Linked DNA regions of Mus musculus: regions 1 and 2 are each linked to region 3. A link is a contact called in public Hi-C and promoter capture Hi-C data. All regions are on one chromosome and are shown on one strand. Each heading gives the region's core, a stretch centred on a gene start, on an enhancer-like site or on the middle of the called end of the contact. The rest is flanking DNA. Distances are from core to core; before and after follow the strand shown.

Region 1 (2,902 bases), core at 45-2,544, 130 kb after region 3:
TCTCATTTAACTGTCACAAGAGCATAAGGAAGTTAAATAGTTAAATAGTTCTCATCTCAAGTGGAACCTAGAGTCAAGCCACTCACGTAAAAAGAGGCAAGATTTGGTAAGTATCAGGGATAGTACAGGGGCAGGGGGATTCCTCTTCCTATCTTAGAAGAAAAGGAAAACAAATGATCACAAGGCACAGGACACCTATAAACTCTACTGGATCTGTTGTTTTGCATGATCACCTAAAGCTAAGTGTGTGTGTGTTTGTTTGTTTGTGTTTGTTTCTTGTGCACGTCTCTGTGTACATGCATTGCATAGTAGGCCTGTAGAAACCAGATGACAACTTCCAGTCATCTGTTCTCACCATGTCGCATCCAGGAGATCAAACTCAGCTCGTCAGCTTCGGGAGCAAGTGCCTTTGCTTGCTGAATCATTTCATGGCCCCTAAAAGATGAATTAAAATTAACACTAGGAAGTAGACAGCATGTCTGAATTCAGGGAAATTGGAAGTCTAAATTATAACCCATTCACATACCTATGCACTAGGCTCTTCATGTAGACTCTGCATGTGGTGGGATTAAGTGAGTGTTGAACAGAGCCTCTGCCCACACAGCAGCCTCATTCCAAAATTGTACTTTGGGAGTTTTAATCCTTGATTTCTGAATGTTTCTATTCTTTAAACACTTCATGGGGGAAAGAAATGGAGAGGCGGCAGAAAGAAAGGAAGTCTTTCACAACATAGCTGCAAGTGCTGAACTCCAATAGCATGAAAGATGAGGAACGAAGTTCCAGAATCTCCCCAGACAACCTGTCAGGATTGGATTTCAGCTTCCATGAGTAAAAGTCTCAATCCATATAAGAACCCAAGCCTGCACATAGAGCAAACATCAAAGCATGCTCATTGTACAAATTTTCTCTGATATTTAAACAAATAAAGGATTGATGTATTCTAGCAAAAATATTTTCTTCACACATTTTTTAAAATTTTACTTTAAAGCACTTTACCTATATTATAAATTATAAAGAGAGTTGTCGATACCAAGCTTTCCAAAACTCTGCTAATGGAGTTCTGTTTGTATTTTTGGCTACTGTGTTATCGATGTTTTGTCTTACCTTCAGGTAGAAGTAGGTGGAAGTTAAGATTTACCGGTCATTTGTAAGAAACAGAGAGGTACAGAGATGAGTGATGAATTAGACAATGGTTTGACCTGCTGTTACTTCACATGATTCTGAAGTAAATCAAGGGATGACATCAACAGTGAGTCAGATAGAGGATTTCATGGTCACAGATCCTGGTACTAGGGTTATATAAAGTGGGGCTTTAAGGGAACTTGCAGTCGGAGGGAACAGGTTGATGAGCTGCACTCTGCTGAAAGGAGTCTGCACAATGAAATTTCTCATGATGATTGTGTTCTTACAGGTATCTGCCTGTGGGGCTGCTCCCATGAATGACAGTGAATTTGCTGAAGTAAGTATTGACAGCATTGCTCTGGTCCAGCCTGACTGTATCTTTAATAGTTGCTGAATTTGCAAATAGTATGTTGAAAAGTGTGATTCGATTTGAAAATCAGTACAGATTCTCTCTTGTTACCATGTTTTGTTTTCCAGAGAGGATTATAAAGATGAAAGAATGTCATTAAACTGGTGAATAATTGTACCATCTACAAAAAGCTTTGGCTAAATTACTTTAGCTCAATATAATTAGATTACATTTCTAATAGAGTGTTGTGTATTGGTCTCTCACTCCATTTGTCTTTTATTTGAGGTAGTAGTTTAATATCCAGTAATAATGCAAGATTTGGACTTTGCTTAGTCCATGTGACCACTTCAAGATTTTATGATAGTTACAGCATGTTCTCTCTGCGATTTATCTCATATATTTATTCATAAGTATTTTAAGTAAGATGTGAAATTTTACCTTTTTCTAATTAAAAAAACTTGAACATCTATTTTCTAAAATTATATATATATTCCTTTTTTACACAGAATCCTACTGTGTTGTCTAGTCTGGTTTTGAACTTGTGGGCTCAGATGACCCTTCTGTATCGCCCTCCTCAGCAGCTGGCTCTATTTTCTAACATTATTATTACTTTGAATTCATTCAAGTTTTCTACTGTGTCAAGATTTTCCCACTGCTGGGGACTAACCCTAGACCTGCTAGCATGCTAGATAATTGCTGTACCACTAAACTACCTTCCCCAATCAAGTACCCGTATATACTAGATGCTAAAATGGCTCCTTAAAAACCTAGAAGCAGGTCTGAAGAAGGAGAATAATAAATAGTTCTTCCTCTGGAATTTTGGTAATCTGACTAATCATTTATGTTTTAAATAGCGTAGGAAATTATTTTTTCCTCCTTATAATTGATTCCCTAGGTAATAATAATAATAATAATGTAGCCTGTGATTAAAATACCTGGTTCTAGAATATCAGTATACTACTGACCATGTTTGCAGGGTTCCCAGCAGAAACCTGGCTGCATACAACCGTGTGCAATGCTTGTGTTTTATCTAGTGGTACTTGTCAAGATTTTATGATTATGGAAAGGACAGAATTCCAATGACAAAAACAAAAACCAATAGAAACTTCCTAAAAGAAAAACTCCAGGAAATGCAGCAGTTCTTTGGGCTAGAAGCAACTGGGCAACTGGACAACTCAACTCTGGCAATAATGCACATCCCTCGATGTGGAGTGCCCGATGTACAGCATCTTAGAGCAGTGCCCCAGAGGTCAAGATGGATGAAGCGGTACCTCACTTACAGGTAATGTCAGTGTTTGCCCTGGGGAGCTTTTCTACTTACCTATGAGTGTAGCTTCTAGAAACCTAGACCATTTAGCTACAACGTAGTTCTAAATCCAAAAGTAGCCTCTGTAAATTGTTAATACAAATGCATTCGTTAACTTCAGACTG
Region 2 (3,220 bases), core at 108-2,607, 110 kb after region 3:
AATCAAAGCTCATATGAACTCAGAGAGACTGAGGCATCATGCACAGGGCTAGCACATGTTTGCATGCATATATTATAGCTTTCGGTTTAGTGTTTTTATAGGATGCCTGAGTGTGCCAACAAGTAGGTCTTTGATTTCTGCGTCTTGTCTTGGACTCTTTTCCTTCTGTTTTTTCCCAATTCTAATATATTGTTTTTTTGTTTTATCTTATTATACTTTAGGAGGGGTTGTGTGTATGTAGTAGGGGAGGGGATAAAGAATGGTCATTGGGCACCATAGTGCACTCTAGTAGTATGAATGAATTCTACTGTTCTAGAGCACAAGAGAGCAACTATGGCCAAGAGCATCAATTAATTGTACATTATAAATAGTAAAGAAAAGTTTAAATGTTTCCATCACAAGGAAATAATAGATGTTAAAGACAACGGATGTGCCAGTTATATTGATCTACTGTTTACATGAATTTAAATCTTATACTGTACCTAAATACATACAATCAGTGCCTATCAAATTTTTTTAATCTAAAGAAAAATCTAATACTGTTGAGAAGGATAAGATGGCACATGGAGGCTTAGTGTAAGGCATATGCATGGGACTTTATGTTCAATTACCAGAAAGCACACACACACACACACACACACACCAGTAAGAGAACCCAAGAAAAAGACTTAGGACCTTTAGTGTGGAAATTTTGACCACAGTTGATGGTCAAGCTAAGTGTTGATTGGATGAGAGATACTACAAGTCATGGGAAATGTATGCTATCCTTCAAAAGGCTGAGAGGGTCCATACATAGAGAATATCTGGTTACTTCTTTTATTCTCATACATTCAGAAGGTTGAAATGCAAAGAAAATGAACACATTTCAAATAATGATGTTTTCATATAAGGATGAAAATATTCTGGGCACTCTCTTTCCTTGACCATTCAGGTGTACAAAATACTCCACCACCCTGACCCTGCTGACCAGGCTGGGACTCAAATGGATCTCTACATTCTCATCTTCTTATGAGATGACTGTGTCCCCACTCCTTTTCCTCCCTGAGGACTGAACTGCTGGATTTTTCAAGTCAATGCTGAACATAAGCAGTATAGAGACAAGTTGCTTTAAAGAGATCTCTAGGAAATGAGGTCATTCCTGTTCCTAGAGTGCACGTTCCAAGGTGCCAAGAAGCTAGCAGAGACAAAACAGAACGGAAATGGTGGAGGAATGGTCTAAGTTTTTTTAGTATTAAGATGGTCATGCGCTGACCCTCATGACAAACTATTATAGTCATTCTCCTTTTGGGCTCCACCCAGGAGAACCGAGCTTAGGGTATGTGCTTGGAGAGGATTACCCACATTAGGAAGTAGCTGGTTCCACAGAAGTCAGTTATTTTTCTTCACAGCATGACTCACTTACCTAGACCTCAGTTGTGACTAGAGTTCCCTTGCCTTTGAGCTGTTTTTTAAGCAACAAGAAAGCAAATTTTCGTTTCTTTACCTTCTCTTTTTTCCCTTTATTGCCTTCCCTCCTTTCTTCTCACTGACATGTGTAAGTTGCCCTAACTCCTATGTAGCCCCCATTGACCATGCACTCATGCGCCCTCTGTCACAGCATCTTGAGTACCAGGGTTATTTCTCTTCATCCTCTGTAGAACTGTTGAGCAGGTTTCCAATTAATGTGTTTTCAAAAAAAGACTCAAAACAATGTCGTCTCAAGTTCATACCACTGAAGATGGGGACTTGATAGATGCTGAAGGCACATTGGCTATAGCTCTTGATTTTCTTTTGGAATTATTTCACAACTGCTTGATTGCTGCTTTATTATTTCCTCAAGTTATCTCTTCTTTTATCTCCTCTATTAATATAATATGTCTTTGAGATCAAGAAATGGATATTTTCATTCTTCTGCCCTCCATGAGTGTAGACCTCAGACGTTTACAACACGAACCCAAAGAAGACCCAAAACTACTTCTTCATGCCCACCCAGCCTTTTGACTGGGAACTAATTATCTTCTGTGCAGAAATAACCAGACACTAAATATTTAGTCCATGGCTAGTTTTTACTCTACCTTTATGGAGGGTGGAAGAATAAAAATATCCATCTCTTGATCTCCCAGTACTGAGAAGGCAGAAAGAGAAAAATGGCTTTAAGATCTAGGAAATCTTGGTCTGCATAGCAAGTTGTAAGCCAGCCTGGTCTACATATCAAGATTATGTGTCAAATAAATATGTGTGCTGTTTTCTAGCTAGAAACTAATAAGTATCTCAAATCACACTGGGAAAAAAAAACAGTATAGAATCTTAAAATCTTGTCTTGTAGGAGGCTTTGCTTATTTGTTTGTTTACTGATTTTAGCTTAGGCTGAGAGGACCTTGAATTCTTGTTCCTCCTTTGTCAGCCTCCCAAGTGCTGTTGTTAAAGAGATGTACCAACACACCACAGAGCATCGTGCATACTAGTCAAAAACTCTACCAACTGATCTACATCCCAGCTGCATAAAAGCTACCTATAATCACATCATTTTACTTAGAACATTATGAAAGGCCAAAATACTGCTTCATTTTTATTTGTACTAAAAACCTCCAAGTTAGTCATGAGTGCTAACGAACATACACAGGATGGCAATGTCAGCCAGCAGGGTAGGCATTGTTCAGGAGCAGACAGACAGCCTGTAAACATCCTTCTTGTTTAATAATTATGTCAGTCCCTTGCTCAAAAACCATCAAAAGCTTGGTTTGTGGACTATGATTCAGATTTCTCAATGAGGATTAGAAACTTCCCCCAGCCTGATCCCTTGCACAACTTCCCTCTCCAATCAAACCTTTCAATTGGCCAACTCCTACAACTCTACACTAATATTCAGTCATCCCTTTTCAGTAGTCCAAAGCAGTCAAACTCTGTCATTTCTGCAGTTAGTGTAAATAAGCATACTCATGCTTCTCTTGCAACTCTGTTGTAGTATTTAAATCTTATTTCAAATGCAGCCTTATATCAGAAGCCTTCTTGGGCACCCAGGTTTATACTAGAGGCATGGCCTCCTATTTATAGTATAATTTTCTATGTTCCATTTTTTTCACCAGTACTATAAATTTAGTGTATAACAGAGAAAATTAAAGCCTCATTCATGTGTGTGTGTATGATTACATATACACATATTAAACATACCAAGCAGGAGAAGACTAAAGAGACTTGTTTTCCTCCTTATGAGCCAATGTCCTGAACTTTGGTGCTGTCA
Region 3 (2,920 bases), core at 109-2,608:
GTGGTACACATTATCATTCCATTTTTTCATATTGAACTACTATTTAATACAAATGAATATAAGAAATGCTTATTAACTGTAATATTTTTATCCTTAAATGGCATGTATTTTAATGACTGTCCATTGCTGATGGCACAGGGATAGTTCTTATGCTTTGCTGAAGGAACTTCAAGTTAGCATAGCATTTTTTTATAAGGCACCTAAGAAGATATATTCAAAACTCTTAGCAGCTTTCATATCCTTTTACCTAGCCATTCTGGTTACAAATGTATCCTGGAGAAAAATATTTTTAACTTGGGGCAGTTATATAAATGTTGCAATGTAACTTCTAACGCACCTTGGAGTGTTATACCATCTTATACCATGCCATATTAGCGAGTGAAAATGACATTTTAAATCACCATAAACAATGTGATAGTGTGCTTTAAAACAGGGCATGTACAAGGAAAAGACTGGAAAGGTTGAGCACCGACTGTAAAAAATGATAACTTCTGGGTAACAGAGTTTTTCTCTTATTGTTTTTTTTTTTCTGTAATAAAATCAGTATGTAACAGTTTTAGAATATAAAATCAATAAAGGTCATTTAAAGAATATACATTTTTCTCTTTGCTTGATTTTATGTATCTATGACCTCAACTGTAACGTAGTAATTGTTATCTGGACCCAGTCTTGGGTGCCTTTCCTTACCTAACCTGACACTGTTGTTCACAGTGGCTACAGGATACAATAGAAGCCACTGTAGAAGTGACATTGATTTGATTCAGAAAATACTTGTTGAGAGCGTGCTGTCCAAGGACATGGGTTATAAAGTATGGCGATAACCAAATTCTTACGGTTAAGTACATTTTGACGATTTTTGAAAGCATGTGTTTAGTGTGTATGTGTAAGGGAGCCCATCCCACACTGCCTGCTGGGGGCAGCATGTCCCCTCCTGACACTCCTCTGCTTTCTCAGTTTCGCCTTCATTTATTCTCCCTCCTGTCCTTCCTATGTGTCTGCACTAACATCTGCTTCTGCTTCTAGCTTTTCAGGGTCTGACTGAAACTAAACTGCTGAAACTGTCTTCCTTAACATAAGCAGTTTGACTTTCAGTAAAACTGAAAGAAAAGTAATCACTTGAAAGCCCTGTTGTAGTGGTTTAAAGAAATGTATTTCATTAAAATAAAGCTATGGCTTAGTGCAGTTTCCTGTGTAGATTAAGTGCAATTGTGTAACTCCTCTAGACTTTGCCTAGTACTAGAACATTGTTTTCTTCAAGTTACTACAGTTCCCCCTTTCTGATTCTCTTATATCTGCCATTGGGCAGAAGAAACACAGAAAAAAAAAAGTCAAACGGAAATGACACCAACTGTTGTGACTGTACCAGTTTTGTGGCCTGTGTAAAAAAGTCATTTAGAAACTAGGAAGGGTAAGGGACTGCTCGTGTCTGTATATGGAGTGGGAAACAGCCAAACAGGAAGTGTATCCAAAGCGTAAGCGAATGCCGGTCATGTTAGCTTGCTGAGAAATTGTGCGTCCTCCAGCCGAGACCCAGGAATGAAGGGGAAAGAATGACAACTAGAACAAAGAAGCCATCAAGGGCTGGATTCTAGTCATCACAGAACCTTCCTGCTTAACATGTGAATTTAAAGAATCACCCACTTACTGGAATATTAGAAACCCTCAAGATCAATCCCAGTAATATAGTAAATGACACTCAGTCGAAGCAGTATTTTACTTGTTACTGCTCTGTGTATGCATCTCTACTTCAAGAGAACAATATGTGTAAAGTTGTTCTGATCACCATGGTAAACCTAACATTGAGCATTCAGAAGTCAAATGGGAAGACTGGCTCACAACCTCCTAGAAAACCTGCTTGCTAGTTGCTGAGCGTTCCCTATGCTGTCTGTCATCTCATATCCCTCAGCAACAGTAGACAGCTGAGTTAGATCTAAGCCAGCCAGTCTAACTGCATTATTTCTGGGTGGTCCTAAGTTCCTGGTGAGGCACAGGAAAGTACTTTGTGGAATCTGAAGAGCTCTGTGATACTTTCAAATGCCGTTAGCGGCATCAGCGCTACAATGATTGTGTGAAATGCATGTAACATAGGGACTCAGAGTTACATAGATTTCCAATGAATATCTACGTTATAATCTACAATTTTGAGTTACACATCATTGGACATTTAATACATAAAGCCACATAGTAATTGACAAATGTTTGGTAAATGAAGACACAACTTCCTTGGTATAGGTGGGCAAAACAATTTCCAGAAAAGCATTCATGAGGGAAACTTGTATTTGCTAAGCCATTGATAGCCTGCAAGGGACAGGCTTTGCCATATTCTTATGTCTGTTTTTTATCTTCTAAAATCTGGATCCTTCCTATTCCCCAGGAGTTTCCCTTCCTACATCACCACGGAGCCCACTGACACTGGGTGAGATCACTCAATGCTTTCTGCCTGCGTCATCTATTTATTATTTCCTGAAAATAATGGGTTGTATTTATATATTTTTGCATTCCTTTTAAGAAAGATATTTTAGGTTCCTCAAAGAGTGATGAGGCTCTAGGATAGCAGTTCCTTCCACTCTTGAGGTCATCATGTATATACCATAATACTACACTGAATAGACTTCTTTAGGAAATGGTGTGTTTTGTTAACTTGACAGAGCTCAATTGAGGAAATCTCAATTGAGAAACTGCCTCCATCAGACTGGCCTGTGGGCATGTCTGCAAAGACATTTTCTTAATTGCTAATGTAGGAGGGCCCAGCCCACTGTGAGCAGTGCCATCTTTAGACACTTGGGCCTGGGCTGTATAGGAAAAGCAGTTGAGCAAAGTGGAGTAAGTAAGCTAGAAGCAGTGTTCTTCCATGATCTCTATTTGAGATCCTGTCTTAGTTTCCCCCAATGATGGACTTAGCTGTAAGCCAAATAAACCC

The links. Promoter capture Hi-C pulls out the DNA fragments that hold promoters and counts their contacts. A called contact is a pair of places that touch in the nucleus more often than the background predicts.
Region 1: a contact with region 3 is called in a promoter capture Hi-C map of macrophages, with 8 read pairs. The contact joins the promoter of Mmp12 here to the enhancer-like site in region 3. A contact is called at or near these places in 7 of 39 promoter capture datasets (the 3T3-L1 cell line, the C10 cell line, embryonic stem cells and 3 more), 2 of 15 datasets of contacts at CTCF or cohesin (large pre-B cells and pro-B cells), 17 of 484 Hi-C or Micro-C datasets (3T3-L1-derived adipocytes, the BV-2 cell line, the C10 cell line and 12 more), 5 of 115 datasets of contacts at active chromatin or transcription factors (CD8 T cells, bone marrow-derived dendritic cells, bone marrow-derived macrophages and 1 more) and 4 of 9 other capture datasets (adipose tissue, bone marrow-derived macrophages, liver and 1 more).
Region 2: a Hi-C map of bone marrow-derived macrophages shows a contact between it and region 3, with 5 times the contacts expected there. The contact joins two enhancer-like sites. A contact is called at or near these places in 1 of 15 datasets of contacts at CTCF or cohesin (pro-B cells), 10 of 484 Hi-C or Micro-C datasets (the C10 cell line, the HPC-5 cell line, bone marrow-derived dendritic cells and 5 more), 4 of 115 datasets of contacts at active chromatin or transcription factors (bone marrow-derived dendritic cells, bone marrow-derived macrophages and neural progenitor cells) and 1 of 9 other capture datasets (bone marrow-derived macrophages).

What each region holds. Positions count from the first base shown.
Region 1 is chr9:7,346,080-7,348,981 of GRCm38.p6, forward strand. It overlaps Mmp12 (matrix metallopeptidase 12), which reads left to right and starts at 1,295. Exons shown (of 10, transcript NM_008605.3): 1 at 1,295-1,459; 2 at 2,506-2,753. The coding sequence starts at 1,346.
Region 2 is chr9:7,329,249-7,332,468 of GRCm38.p6, forward strand. No RefSeq gene overlaps it. Among named protein-coding and RNA genes, the nearest start is that of Mmp12, 17 kb to the right of the region's middle. Within about 2 kb of position 1,358, at least 5 of the 459 cell types and tissues checked have an H3K27ac peak or open chromatin away from gene starts, as enhancers often do. A contact at or near this core is called in bone marrow-derived dendritic cells, bone marrow-derived macrophages and macrophages, where this site is marked.
Region 3 is chr9:7,220,288-7,223,207 of GRCm38.p6, forward strand. It overlaps a transcript of Dcun1d5 not described here. Among named protein-coding and RNA genes, the nearest start is that of Gm31639, 34 kb to the right of the region's middle. Within about 2 kb of position 1,359, at least 101 of the 459 cell types and tissues checked have an H3K27ac peak or open chromatin away from gene starts, as enhancers often do. A contact at or near this core is called in the BV-2 cell line, CD8 T cells, the HPC-5 cell line and 9 more, where this site is marked.